Regions from separate parts of the Zea mays genome. Here region 1 is linked to region 2. A link is a contact called in public Hi-C data. All regions are on one chromosome and are shown on one strand. The core of a region is the stretch at or near the end of the contact, and the rest is flanking DNA. Distances in the headings are between cores, read along the strand shown. Region 1 holds the start of LOC100281244. Region 2 holds the start of LOC100147737.

The links. A called contact is a pair of places that touch in the nucleus more often than the background predicts.
Region 1: a contact with region 2 is called in a Hi-C map of leaf mesophyll, with 3 times the contacts expected there. The contact joins the promoter of LOC100281244 here to the promoter of LOC100147737 in region 2. A contact is called at or near these places in 4 of 25 Hi-C or Micro-C datasets (bundle sheath, leaf and leaf mesophyll).

What each region holds. Positions count from the first base shown.
Region 1 is chr7:120,281,788-120,288,431 of Zm-B73-REFERENCE-NAM-5.0, reverse strand. It overlaps LOC100281244, which reads left to right and starts at 1,376. Exons shown (of 3, transcript NM_001154163.2): 1 at 1,376-1,522; 2 at 1,650-1,979; 3 at 2,076-2,608. The coding sequence starts at 1,439. The coding sequence ends at 2,462.
Region 2 is chr7:120,041,196-120,047,279 of Zm-B73-REFERENCE-NAM-5.0, reverse strand. It overlaps LOC100147737, which reads left to right and starts at 2,572. Exons shown (of 3, transcript NM_001127251.1): 1 at 2,572-2,869; 2 at 2,989-3,369; 3 at 3,484-4,314. The coding sequence starts at 2,681. The coding sequence ends at 3,822. LOC109940984 (a long non-coding RNA gene) reads right to left here. Exons shown (of 4, transcript XR_002263813.2): 3 at 5,862-6,012; 4 at 4,393-5,742.

The DNA of each region.
Region 1 (6,644 bases), core at 127-2,626, 240 kb before region 2:
GAATAGAAAAGAGAAAGAGTCCATAGGCCCAACACCTATATCATGTGTCTCGTGTGTTTCCCTCTCTGTGTGTGGGTTGCTGGGGAAGGAAACATGCTTCTACTACTGCTCGCGCCTAATCTGTTGATGGGAGGGAATGGAGTGGATCTGGTGATCCGCGGTAACGTAGTTATTCAACACAACCGACCTACAAACGTTAGTCTCTAAAATTTAGCAACTAACTGTTGGTGCTTAATAAGGGTCGCTAAAACTAAACCATGGTGTAGTGAGAATTATCCTTACATGTGCATGTACGACCGATATTCTAGGCGTAAGAATTACACCACGCTGCTGTTGAGGGGGATAAGTTGGACCACAGTTTAGATTAGAAAAAGTACAAAAAGTTTTTTTTGAAAAAAGGTCGACGATTGAAACCAGAGAAACTGGTGCTTTATAGGAGTAGAGACTAGGAGCGGACCCTATGAAGTTGCGGGCCTAGAGCGACCGCTCATTTACCGCACACTCAGGGCTAGCTTGGAAACTCAAATCCTCTTCTGAATTGGAGGGGATTGAGGTAGAGATGAACTATTTTTTCACTCAATCTCCTTCAATACTGAAGGGGATTGAGTTTCATGTTTGCTTCAACTTTTTCCTGACAAGTTTTTCTGAGAATCCAGCCGTGAGGGAATCTGAGCATTGTGGAGATTATATGCGGAGGAAGGTGAAAGTATCCATTAGGTTTAGAATCTAGAAAGTGACGGATTTCTACTTTTGTGACGACTCGTCCGATTTTGTGTTCACGTTGAATTTGAACAGCTTTCACCAAAACGATACTCGCAAAAGCGGGGTAAAAAACTCTTGGAGGGGCGGGGAGGGGGGGGGGGGGGGAGAAGCTGAAAATAAGCAAAAAAAAAAGGGCCCTAAGTTAGGTTTGGTGTGTACGCAACGGCTCGGATTATATCATGAGAGAGAGCGAGGGGGGGGGGGCATGGAACCACTTTGCTGGCTGGCGTACGTGCTTAATTCATCATCGTTTGCCGCATCCATGGTTGCGGCTAGTTTAGATGACGTTACTCTGAATACGTCAGGGGGACCGGCGGAGTACCTCGTCATCAGCATAGGAGTCAGTAATAACCCGTCGTTCTCGGGGACCATTTGTCTCATTTCGCGCGATCCGGCTCCGAAAGACAGAAGCCCCAGTTTGATAAGCTACGACTTGACTCCACCGGAAAACTTGTGAGTTGTGACGCTAGCGGGAGCACGTCAGGAAGTGACGCAGCACGGATGTGGCGAGGCCCAACTGCCCAAAGCAAAGGTCAAGTCGCCAAGCTAGAGCCGGCCGGCTCCCCAGTCTCCAAGCTCTATAACATCGTAGCTTAGCTCTGCTATTACAATTGTTACGTAGTAGTAGTACTTAACAACAACACGTGGCGCCGCCGTGGCGCTGATAGATGCGGCCATGGACAGTAACGGCGAGTGCTCGTCGCCCCCCACCCTCAGCGCCGCGCTTCTGCCCCTCTTCGGCCCACCGCCGGAGCCGCTGGTCAGTCCACACTGAGTGATCGATCGCCGCCGCCAGCTGGTCACTCACTGGCACTAGTGGCTTGGGGGTTTATCTTGCTTGCATACCAGCTGTTCGTTGCTCATCCTCTTGCTTGCTTGATCGACAGCCGGAGAGTCTCGAGGACAAGCTGAGGCGGGTGAGCGAGGAGAACCGGAGGCTGGCCGCCGCGCTGGACGCCATACTCGCCGACCGCTCCACCCCGCGAGCGCTCGCCACGTCGTCGCCGTCCCGGGGCAATGCGGTGGCCGCCGCGGAGCCGCCGCGGCCCAAGGTCCGGACGGTGTGCGCGCGCGCCGAGCCGTCGGACGCCGACGCCAACCACCTCAGGGACTGCTACCAGTGGCGCAAGTACGGCCAGAAGGTGACGCGGGACAACCCGTATCCGAGATCCTACTTCCGCTGCGCGTACGCGCCCTCCTGCCCCGTCAAGAAGAAGGTGAAAAGGCTTACGCGATCGGAGCTCCAACAGCTTTTTTTTTTCCCTTCTGTTCTTCTTTTTTCTAATGCTGTAAAACGGCGTACGCCGCCGCAGGTGCAGAGAAGCGCAGACGACAATCTGATGCTTGTGGCGACGTACGAGGGCGAGCACAACCATGAGCAACGTGCCCAGAGCGAATATGTCGTCACTGACGCGTCGACGAGCCTGCACCAGGCCGGGTCGTCACTGCCGCGCTCGATCATCTCCATCGATTCGTCGGGCCGGAAAAAGATCACCATTGGCCTGGCCGCGGACCAACGGCCGCCGGCGGATTCGAATGCCGGGGCGGCCGTCGGGGAGATTATTGTGACGCCTGAGTTTCGGAAGGCTCTGGTGGACGAGCTCGTGAATTTGCTCACGAATGATTCCGAGTTCGTCGAGAAGCTGGCGAGCGCCGTGGCTGATAGGGTGATGGAGAGAATACCAGGGCACATATTCTGATGCATGGCGCTCGTGGATGCAAAATAAATGTGAATATACACATGTTTTTTTTTGCGGTTGAAGAACATTAATATGTCTATGTAATAAACTTAGGTCTTGTCTATTTTCATAGTGCTAAAGTTTAGCACAACATTTTTTTTACTAAATTTTGGCACATATGAAATCAAATAGGCATACTAAAAGAGTAGTGATAAAGTTTAGCAACCATTAACACTAGCTCTTCCTTTGACGTTAAATTGTGCAAAAGGTGGTCTTCCCTGACCCATTAACAATCTCTGCCCCTCCTACTGTCCAAACAGAAGTAAAGTGCTAAACTTTAGTACCACTAAAGTTTAATACATGGATCCAAACTGCTCGCAATAGGAAACTGCAACTTTATTAATTGTTTCATAAGCTGTCTATCACCGTCTAAATTGAAATCCACCAAACTAGCATATATATATATATATATATATATATATATATATATATATATATATATATATATATATATATATATATATATATGTATATACATATGTTTAAGAGAAGAAATAAAATAGACTATGTGATATGTATGTTTATATTTTATAGCCACCTGGGTTAGTATCTTAAGAGATAATTTTATTACATTATGAATCTAGGTTTTGATTTTAAAAATTTATATCAATTGCTACACATTTTTTATGCTTAGAGTTAATGAAACTATTGTGCTTATTTTAACTTTATTAACACGTTTTGTATTTATAAAATTAATATTTTAGTTTGTACAATAAACTCTTAAGTACTATGATATCAAAAGTGCACATTTAAATCTTATCGTATCACTCTAGATCAGTGGTAAGTAAGATCTTGGACAGAGAAGTGAAGCTAACCTTAAGACAATATTATATTTATCACTACGTATTTTTTAAAAAAAAACTCAAAGACCATGAATGTCTTTGTTACCTTTGGTTTACACTTACCTCTCCCACTTCTCTTTTTTTCTTTCTAATTTTCTATAATTTGAATTGAATTATCAGTGTCATTGATGTGTGGTTTTCCAAGATAATATTTTTCCACGATTGATAAACTATCAAGTAAACATATCTTTCTGATGCATGCATATTTACTTGATCTACATGGTGATGTATAGCGTTATTATTAGTTTTAATTTACTAGTAGTAGAAGTAAGTAATTTAAGAGTATATACCTACTTCTCTGGTTATTGAATTATTTTCCATGATAAGCTTCCATTAGCATTATTTATATACATAGACTTGATCTACATGGTGATGCATAGTGTTATTATCTTCTATAACATATATGTGCAATTATTTAGATGCAAATTGAGCTTTTACTATGAACTATATTTTATTATGGCAAATGTTATTAGTCTATATATATACAAACTTATGATATTATTTTAAATTATCTTTCATAACAATAGAGGTTCCTATTTGTGTATAAATTACAAGGTTATTTTAGTTATATTTTATATTAACGTAGTGGGTAATTAAGATACAAATTTGAAGCTTAGTTTATTTTTTAATGACAGGGTGGCTATTATTATGAATGATTGATATAGTCGACTAGATTAAAGCTTATATTATATGTTTTTTTATTATCATAAAAAGTTTTAGAATGTATCTTCTTCTTCTTAACGTGTATCGTAAGGATTAACATGGAACCTCCTTTGGATTCTCTAATTACTAAAGGTAAGATTCTTTTACATATACACCGGCCATTGCTTAATATGTTAAAAAAATATAGTTTTTTAACATCAAAAACTTTGCAATCTCAAACAAAATTTATTTTCAAATACTACACCTTAAGAGTGTCTTCCCGAACTTAAGCAAAAGAATGTTCACACTACCTTATACTAGAAGAATAGAACATATAAATGTACTGATAGTCTGATACTAATGCAAAGACTGGCCTAGTTGTTAGGTTCACCGACTTATACAATATTTTCCTTCAGGAAACTAGGTCTTATTGAATTCGTTATGGTGGAAGTGGAACAAGGAACATACTTGTAGGATTGAGATCTGTGATACCGATCCATGTCATCTGTACAATTAATAACATTTCAGGGGATACCAGGAAGTATGAGATCTTTTTTTGTCCGATCCTACGGTCAGCATGAAACCGTGTATTTTAATGGATCATGAAACAAACAAGAAAGGGATTGCTTGAAATTATTAGTGTCCTTTATTATGCAAAAATGTTGTGTTCCACGTGGAGTTTAAATGAATGGGCCATTCACATCTGGTACGAAAGAAGTTGGTAAATCGTTTTCGAATCTAAATACCTAATATACTTACCAATGTAATATATTGCTCCTCTTTCTTGTTTGTTTTTTCAGTTTTGCCTTCAGGATTGCTTATGTTGTAAGGATCTGTTTCAAACTTCTAAAACTAATAGTTAGCAGCAAAAAATAGTTAAGGGGTTTAAAACGGGCCAGCTAATAGACTAGCTAATTATTAATTATATCTCTCAAATAGTTATTAGAACACAGGTAGAACCAACTAACAACTTATAGCTGACTAACGATTAGCTTTAGAGATTTGGAATAGAGCCTAAGTTCCATTGTCGCTGCTTCTATAAGTTGTTTTAGTCCTGCAGTTTTAAGTAAGTTTAATCTAATTTTAATAATCTTTAAAAATTATATTAACATTTACAGTATAAAAGAAGTACACTATTAAAATATATCTGATGACATATCTCTACTACTATTATGTACGGAGTGTAGGCGTCCAACGGCGGGATGGCGCACGTTCTGCCGCGCAAGGATCCCGCATGCCGCGTACGCCCGCAGCCGTCCCAGCCGCCCCGCGACGCATCCTCCCCGCTCCTTCCATCCTCGCCTTCTCCCGCCTCCCCGCTCCTTCCATCTTCGCCGGCTCCCGCAGCCGCGCGGATCCGAGCACCCGCTCATTCCATCCTCACGTCTCCTAGCAGAAATCCCGCTGCTGCCCCATGCCCACGCGCGTATCCCGCGGGAGAAGGCGAGGATCCGAGCACCGGCTCCTTCCATCCTCGCGTCGCCTCCCTCCTTCCACCCCGTATCGCGCCTTCCCGCTGCTGCCCCATGCCCACGCGCGTATCCCGCGGTCGCGCGGATCCGAGCACCGACTCCTTCCATCCTCGCGTCGCCTCCCTGCTTCCACCCTTAATCGCGCCTACCATAATCGATGGCACACGTGTTGAGGGCGTGGGGAGGATGTGCGCGGCCGCCATCATTGCTGTTCTACCCCTCTGCTCCGCGATCCCCGCCATTCTGGTCGCTCACCTTCCATCGACGATGCCGCATTGACCTCGGCAACCTCTGCCCACCTACAAGAACAAATGGGGAGCCCAAATATTGAGTTGCTGCAGATCCTAGGCGTTTTCTGAATAGGTGTGTTCTCTGAATTATTGATTTTGCTGCTCCCCTAGCTGTTTCCTCAATAGTTGTGTTTTCTGAATAGGGCGCCAAGTTGAACAACAAGCACAGTTATTTGGGATCCCCATTTGTTCTTGATCCTGGGCGTAACAATAAGCTGCAGATCCTGTGCGTTTTCTTAATAGGTGCGTTTTCTGCTCCCCTAGCTGTTTCCTGGGCGTTTGATGCTATGTGCTCCATTTTCAACTTATTCTGAAAATTGAAATTGCCCGGGGCGTGGGCTGCTGATGGTTTCTAGCTAGGATTAGATGGCTTGAATCTAATTTGTGCAGACTCTGATGATTATAGCTGTCTGATAAAGGGTCATCTTGAGGGTGCGGATATGCATGTTAGAACTTCAGGGGCAATGCAGATATGCAGTAGATAAACGATATGCAGTAGATAATAGGGCGCCAAGTTGAACAGCAAGCACAGTTATTTGGGATCCCCATTTGTTCTTGATCCTGGGCGTAATAATAAGCTGCAGATCCTGTGCGTTTTCTTAATAGGTGCGTTTTCTGCTCCCCTAGCTGTTTCCTGGGCGTTTGATGCTATGTGCTCCATTTTCAACTTATTCTGAAAATTGAAATTGCCCGGGGCGTGGGCTGCTGATGGTTTCTAGCTAGGATTAGATGGCTTGAATCTAATTTGTGCAGACTCTGATGATTATAGCTGTCTGATAAAGGGTCATCTTGAGGGTGCGGATATGCATGTTAGAACTTCAGGGGCAATGCAGATATGCAGTAGATAAACGATATGCAGTAGATAAAATGCTGATGCACTCTTGGTAAAAACAAAGG
Region 2 (6,084 bases), core at 1,323-3,822:
CCTGACGCGCGCCCCCAGCCGGCAGAGCCGAAGTGACCGCCGTCACTTCGCCGCTCCACTGACCGGCCTGACAAAAGGACAGCGCCGCCTGCGCCACTCCGACTGTGGTGCCACTTGACAGAGTGAGACTGACAGGCAGTCAGGCCCGGCCGAAGGCACCATAGGAAGCTCCGCTTCGCCCGACCCAGGGCTCGGACTCGGGCTAAGTCCCGGAAGACGGCGAACTCCGCTCCGCCCGACCCAGGGCTCGGACTCGGGCTAAGTCCCGGAAGACGGCGAACTCCGCTCCGCCCGACCCAGGGCTCGGACTCGGGCTAAGTCCCGGAAGACGGCGAACTCCGCTCCGCCCGACCCAGGGCTCGGACTCGGGCTCAGCCCCAGAAGACGGCGAACTCCGCTCCGCCCGACCCAGGGCTCGGACTCGGGCTCAGCCCCAGAAGACGACGAACTCCGCTCCGCCCGACCCAGGGCTCGGACTCGGGCTCAGCCCCAGAAGACGACGAACTCTGCTTCGCCCGACCCCAGGGCTCGGACTCGACCTCGGCCACGGAAGACAGACTCGACCTCGGCTTCGGAGGAGCTTCCACGTCGCCTAACCTAGGGCGCAGACCAACCACGTCAATAGGAGGCGCCATCATCACCCTACCCCGAGCTGACTCGGGCCGCAGGGAACAAGACCGGCGTCCCATCTGGCTCGCTCCGCCAGATAGGCAATGATGGCGCCCCGCATACTCTGTGACGACGGCGGCTCTCAGCCCCCTTACGGAAGCAGGAGGACGTCAGCAAGGACTCAACCGCTCCGACAGCTGTCCCTCCGCCAGGCTCCAGCACTCCTCCGACAGCCACGACATCACACCAACTGGGTGCCAAAATCTCTCCGGCTGCCACGACGGCATGTACTTAGGGCGCTAGCTCTCCTCCGCTAGACACGTAGCACTCTGCTATACCCCCCATTGTACACCTGGATCCTCTCCTTACGCCTATAAAAGGAAGGACCAGGGCCCTCTTAGAGAGGGTTGGCCGCGCGGGGACGAGGACGAGACAGGCGCTCGCTTGAAGCCGCTCGCTCCCTCTCCCGCGTGGACGCTTGTAACCCCCTACTGCAAGCGCACCCGACCTGGGCGCGGGACGAACACGAAGGCCGCGGGATTCCCATCTCTCTCACGCCGGTCTCCGGCCGTCTCGCTCTCCCCCCTTCGCGCTCGCCCTCGCGCTCGACCCATCTGGGCTGGGGCACGCGGCGACATTCACTCGTCGGCTCAGGGACCCCCCGGTCTCGAAACGCCGACAATACCCAAGCCGGTATTGCCACAATCACAGTTAGGCACACAAAGATCAGGAGGCACAGGAGCATCCTTACTAGATACATCCGGATATAACTTCTAAGGACGACCTCTCTTCTGCCACAACATCTCCCGATACATGTCTTTCATCTAAGAAACGATTATATATTAACACAACTATATGCAAATAGCAGAAATGATTTTATAAACACCACAGATCTTTGTATAAACGTATTTCGCAAACTATCTAATAAATTGTAGTCATCATATGAACTACATATCCTAGGAGCAACAATCAAAAGTAATAATCGAAAAATACAACCCAATATACAAAACAAACGAATCAGTGAGACACCATACATTGGTATACAAAATTTTCCAACTCGAATCTAGTTTTTTTTTAAGAAGATTGGAATGGAGAGAAAGTTAAGAAAAAAGGTGGGTGCAACTCTCGGCTAGCAGAACGACTGATTTATAGAACTACCTAACTCGCGACAAGATCTATGACACCGACCTAGGAAGCCAAGTCAGCGTCACGGCAGCCCTGGCCGCCGACGCCACGTCAGAGCTCGGCGCCTAGGCCATATGACGCCAAGCTAAGAGTACAAAATTAGAAATAAGTCACCGAGTAGTCTAAATGTTATTTTTTGTCGAAAAAAGAATTAAAAAACAAAAAATCGGATTTAATCACTGCAATCCATCTCGAACGGAACACAAGGGACATTTTAGCTCTATCCACTCCGTCATGCGCTATTGGGAAGGCGAAACCGAAGCCGCCATTTTCTTGCGCAACCCCGTGTAGACGTAAACCCGGGCTCGTGCGTGCTTACACACCAGATTTGTATTTGTATTAATACGGAGTATTACCCAAAACTAGCAGAGCTGAAGAAGGCACCTAGCGCGCGCTCTTCGTTTCGTTTGATCGCACGCGCCAATCCTGACGCGGTCAACCGCGAGTCCGCGAGGGGAGGGGAGGGGAGGCGAGGAGAATGACGCGCACCGTGACGACCACATTGGTGACACTGTGTTCCGTCATCACGATACTACAGGCGCCGCGCGCGTGGCTCCTCGTATCCCGACCGACGGTCACGTCGCGCGGGCGCGTCGGTCTCGCATCGCACTCCACTTTTTCCACTCAGTTGCGTCACGATTTTCACGACGCCCCGGCCCCCGCCCGTCGATCCCTTCCCTCCTCCTGCTTGGGCCGCGCCCGCGGTTCGGGTTCCCCCCTTCGGCCGTCCCCCTATATATTAAACCATGCCCGTCCTGTGGAAAGCATCCGTTCGGATCCGAGAGTCCTGCAGAGCCCATCCTGTTCCTGTCCCCCTCGAGCAATCGAGCTCTACAGCTGCACGCTCGCTTACGCGGAGACACAGACGCTGAGACACACGCAGGTCATGATGCTGCTCATGGACTCGGGGAGCCGCGGTGACTGCTCCCCGGTCTGCTTGGACCTCAGCGTCGGCCTTTCGCCGCCGTCGCCGGGGAGCGGCCCGGAAACGACAGCTGACGCTGAGAGACTCGACCGTCCCGCCACTGGCTGCTGGGGGCCACGGACATCGTCCCTCGCTGACGGGAAGGACGAGGTAACTGACCGACGACCATTTCCTCGCCGCTCGGTTTCCACAATCTATCGGCGTCGTCGTCGTCCCTGAAATCCTGAAAATCTATCGGCATCGGTGGCCACAATGCTGTGTGATGACAGGCCAAGACCCTGGAGGCCAGGCTCACCCAGGTCAGCGAGGAGAACCGGCGTCTCACCGAGATCATCGCCTACATGTACGCCAGCCAGGTCGCCGCGCGGCGGAGTCCCGACGGCAGGAAGAGGAGCAGGGACAGCCTGGAGCCGTCGAATTCGGGCGACGCCAACGCTGCCGTCGAGAGCGCCGCCCTCAGCGACGAGGGCACGTGCAGGCGGATCAAGCTCACCAGGGTCTGCACCAAGATCGACCCCTCCGACACCACGCTCACCGTCAAAGACGGCTACCAGTGGCGCAAGTACGGCCAGAAGGTGACGCGCGACAACCCGTCCCCGAGAGCCTACTTCCGCTGCGCATACGCACCATCCTGCCCCGTCAAGAAGAAGGTAGACTCCTGGCCCACCATCCGTCCATCCCCGGCCTGACATTGATTCGATTCACGGCGGCTTCTTTCACTCTGTCGCTAATGGTCGATACAATAACTCTGTTCCTCGGAACAGGTGCAGAGGAGCGCGGAGGACAGCGCCATGCTGGTGGCCACGTACGAGGGCGAGCACAACCACCCGAGCCCGACGCGCGCCGGCGAGCTCCCCAGCTCCACCTCCATCAACTCCTCCGGCCCGGCCATCACGCTGGACCTCACCAGGAACGGAGCCGGCGCCGTGCGGGGGCTCGATGCCGCCGCCGAGGTGCCCGGCCTCAAGAGGCTGTGCCAGGAGATCGCGTCACCGGATTTCCGCACGGCGCTCGTGGAGCAGATGGCGCGCTCGCTCACCAAGGATCCCAAGTTCACCGACGCGCTGGCTGCCGCGATCCTGCAGCAGCTGCCGGAGTACTAGTGTCTAGCGCCCCACCTGCTTTCAGTGCTTATTACAGATATCAGAGCGCCCGTCTTCAAAGAGCAGCAGTTCTTTCATCGTCAGGAAACAAAAAACCGCTTTACGTTTAGGGGTAGCTCGAAAACTCTATTTTTAAGGGATTTTTATTATCTCAAAGAAAAATAAATAAATTTTTTTAAGAAAATAGAAATTCCTTTGAAAAATAGAGTTTCTAAACTAAGACTTAGGGTTAGTTTAGGAATCACATTTTTCCATGTGATTTCTATTTTTCTAAAGAAATTTAGTTTATGTTCTTTTTAGAAAACAGAAATCCCTTAGAAAAATAAAGCTTCTAAACTAGCTCTTACTTAGATTAGATTAGAGCCAATCTCCCTCAAATTTATTATAGGTGTACCTGTAAGTTTCTTTCTTCTGTTCTTCTGGCTAGGATCTGAACTGCACTAGTACTACTGTACATTTCACATGTGCATAGAGCCATAGAAGGCCGTTGTCAAGTACCGCGACTGCGTCCTACCTGAATGTGATCTGCCTAGTTATCAATAGGGAATTTTATACTATAAAATTTAAGTATAGAATCAGATTAGAGAGTGAGTGAAGAAGCATTTAAATCGTGATCTATTACTATCCCTTTTCAAAGCATACATTTGATCTCTCTAGAATTAGAGATGGAGTGTTGGGTACAACTAACACAACTCGACCAATATAACGGGCGAGCTCGAGCCATAATTTTTGACCCGCAACAATTCATAGTTGGGTACAGACCATGATTTTTGACCCAAAACCTGATCCAACTCGAAAACCTTCGACCCATAGCTTGAAAACTCGTCTCGACATGTCCCACAGGGGGGCACGTGCCAACCCGGCGGCTATGCACGGGTCAGGTGTGGGTTGTGTCAAACGATCCACGAGCCAACCATTTTTTCTCCTCGAACATGGTTCGACAACTATGCACAGGTCAGGCACGAGCTGTGTCAAACGACCCGACCGATCATGACCCGGCCCAAACCCGATCCGAGCAGAGGTTTGAACAGGTCTAGATACAGCCCAAGTAAAGTTTTATACTTGTCTCGTCAAATGTTTGAATAATAATTCCGGATATTAAATATAGTCTAATTATAAGACTAGTTATAGATGGAGACTAAAAGACAAGTCAATTTTATTAAATTTAATTAAACCAATACTTAATAGTCTTAATTGATATTTGTTTTAATTAATATTCAAACATTTAATGTAGCACAGACTAAACTTTAGTAACCAAATATCCCTTAAATTTAGAAACTAAACTCTCTCGATGGAGGATTTCATTTCACTGTTTCTAAAACAAGCTGCACCACCAGTTAATGTATACATACATGTTTTGATCCAATGTAAATTACGTAGCCATTTGAAATCATATCTAAACTGAACACAGTCACTTCAACAAATACAATATATCTCATGCCGACAAATAAACATGATCAACCAAAAAATATTGATTAATATAATATTCATCTCAGTTTCGGAAAGGAAAAAATTTGGCACCCACCAAAATTGGGGAAATTTCGGAAATTTCAAACCAAATTCAAATGAATTCAAAATTTTAAAAAAATTGACAGAATTTCCCTGTAATTTATGTCTAATACATCTGACATCACAATTGCACATATATAAAATAGAAATGTGACTAAGTATCACAACTTACAACATCCATGGCACATTGGCATCAAACCACAACCCACCTAATAGTGTCCAAATATGATAAGTGCATATAGCATAGTTTATCAAAATAATAAAAGTCCGAAATAGTACATTTTCAAGCACATGTCATCAACAAAAGCACTTGAAAATCAATTCATTCTTTCCAAAATCAGAATCCCCAACAAAAGTGATCATTCTGTCCAAAAGTGTGCCATGTTCCGGTGGCCATTTCTCTTCCACATCCTACACAACAAATATAAGAATTTTAGGAAGATTATAACCACTGACATTTTGTATATATAAAGTGTTTTTACTACCATAGCACAAGCTGGACAGATGGACACCAAAGTTCATGAGCTTACCTTTTATAGATCATAAACACTCTTGTGTGTTGGCTTCCTTTTTCTATTTGATCTTGGACGAATATGGGTCGATTGTGGAAGACTGGACGCTGTCGTAGCAGGAGCAGACGCACTGGCACCAAGGGCGCCCCTCTATTTCCACTACATCCGCCTATAATAAAACATTGTAAATAAACTTTCATGCTAACAAATAATTATAACAGTTGGTAGTTGGTACTAATTG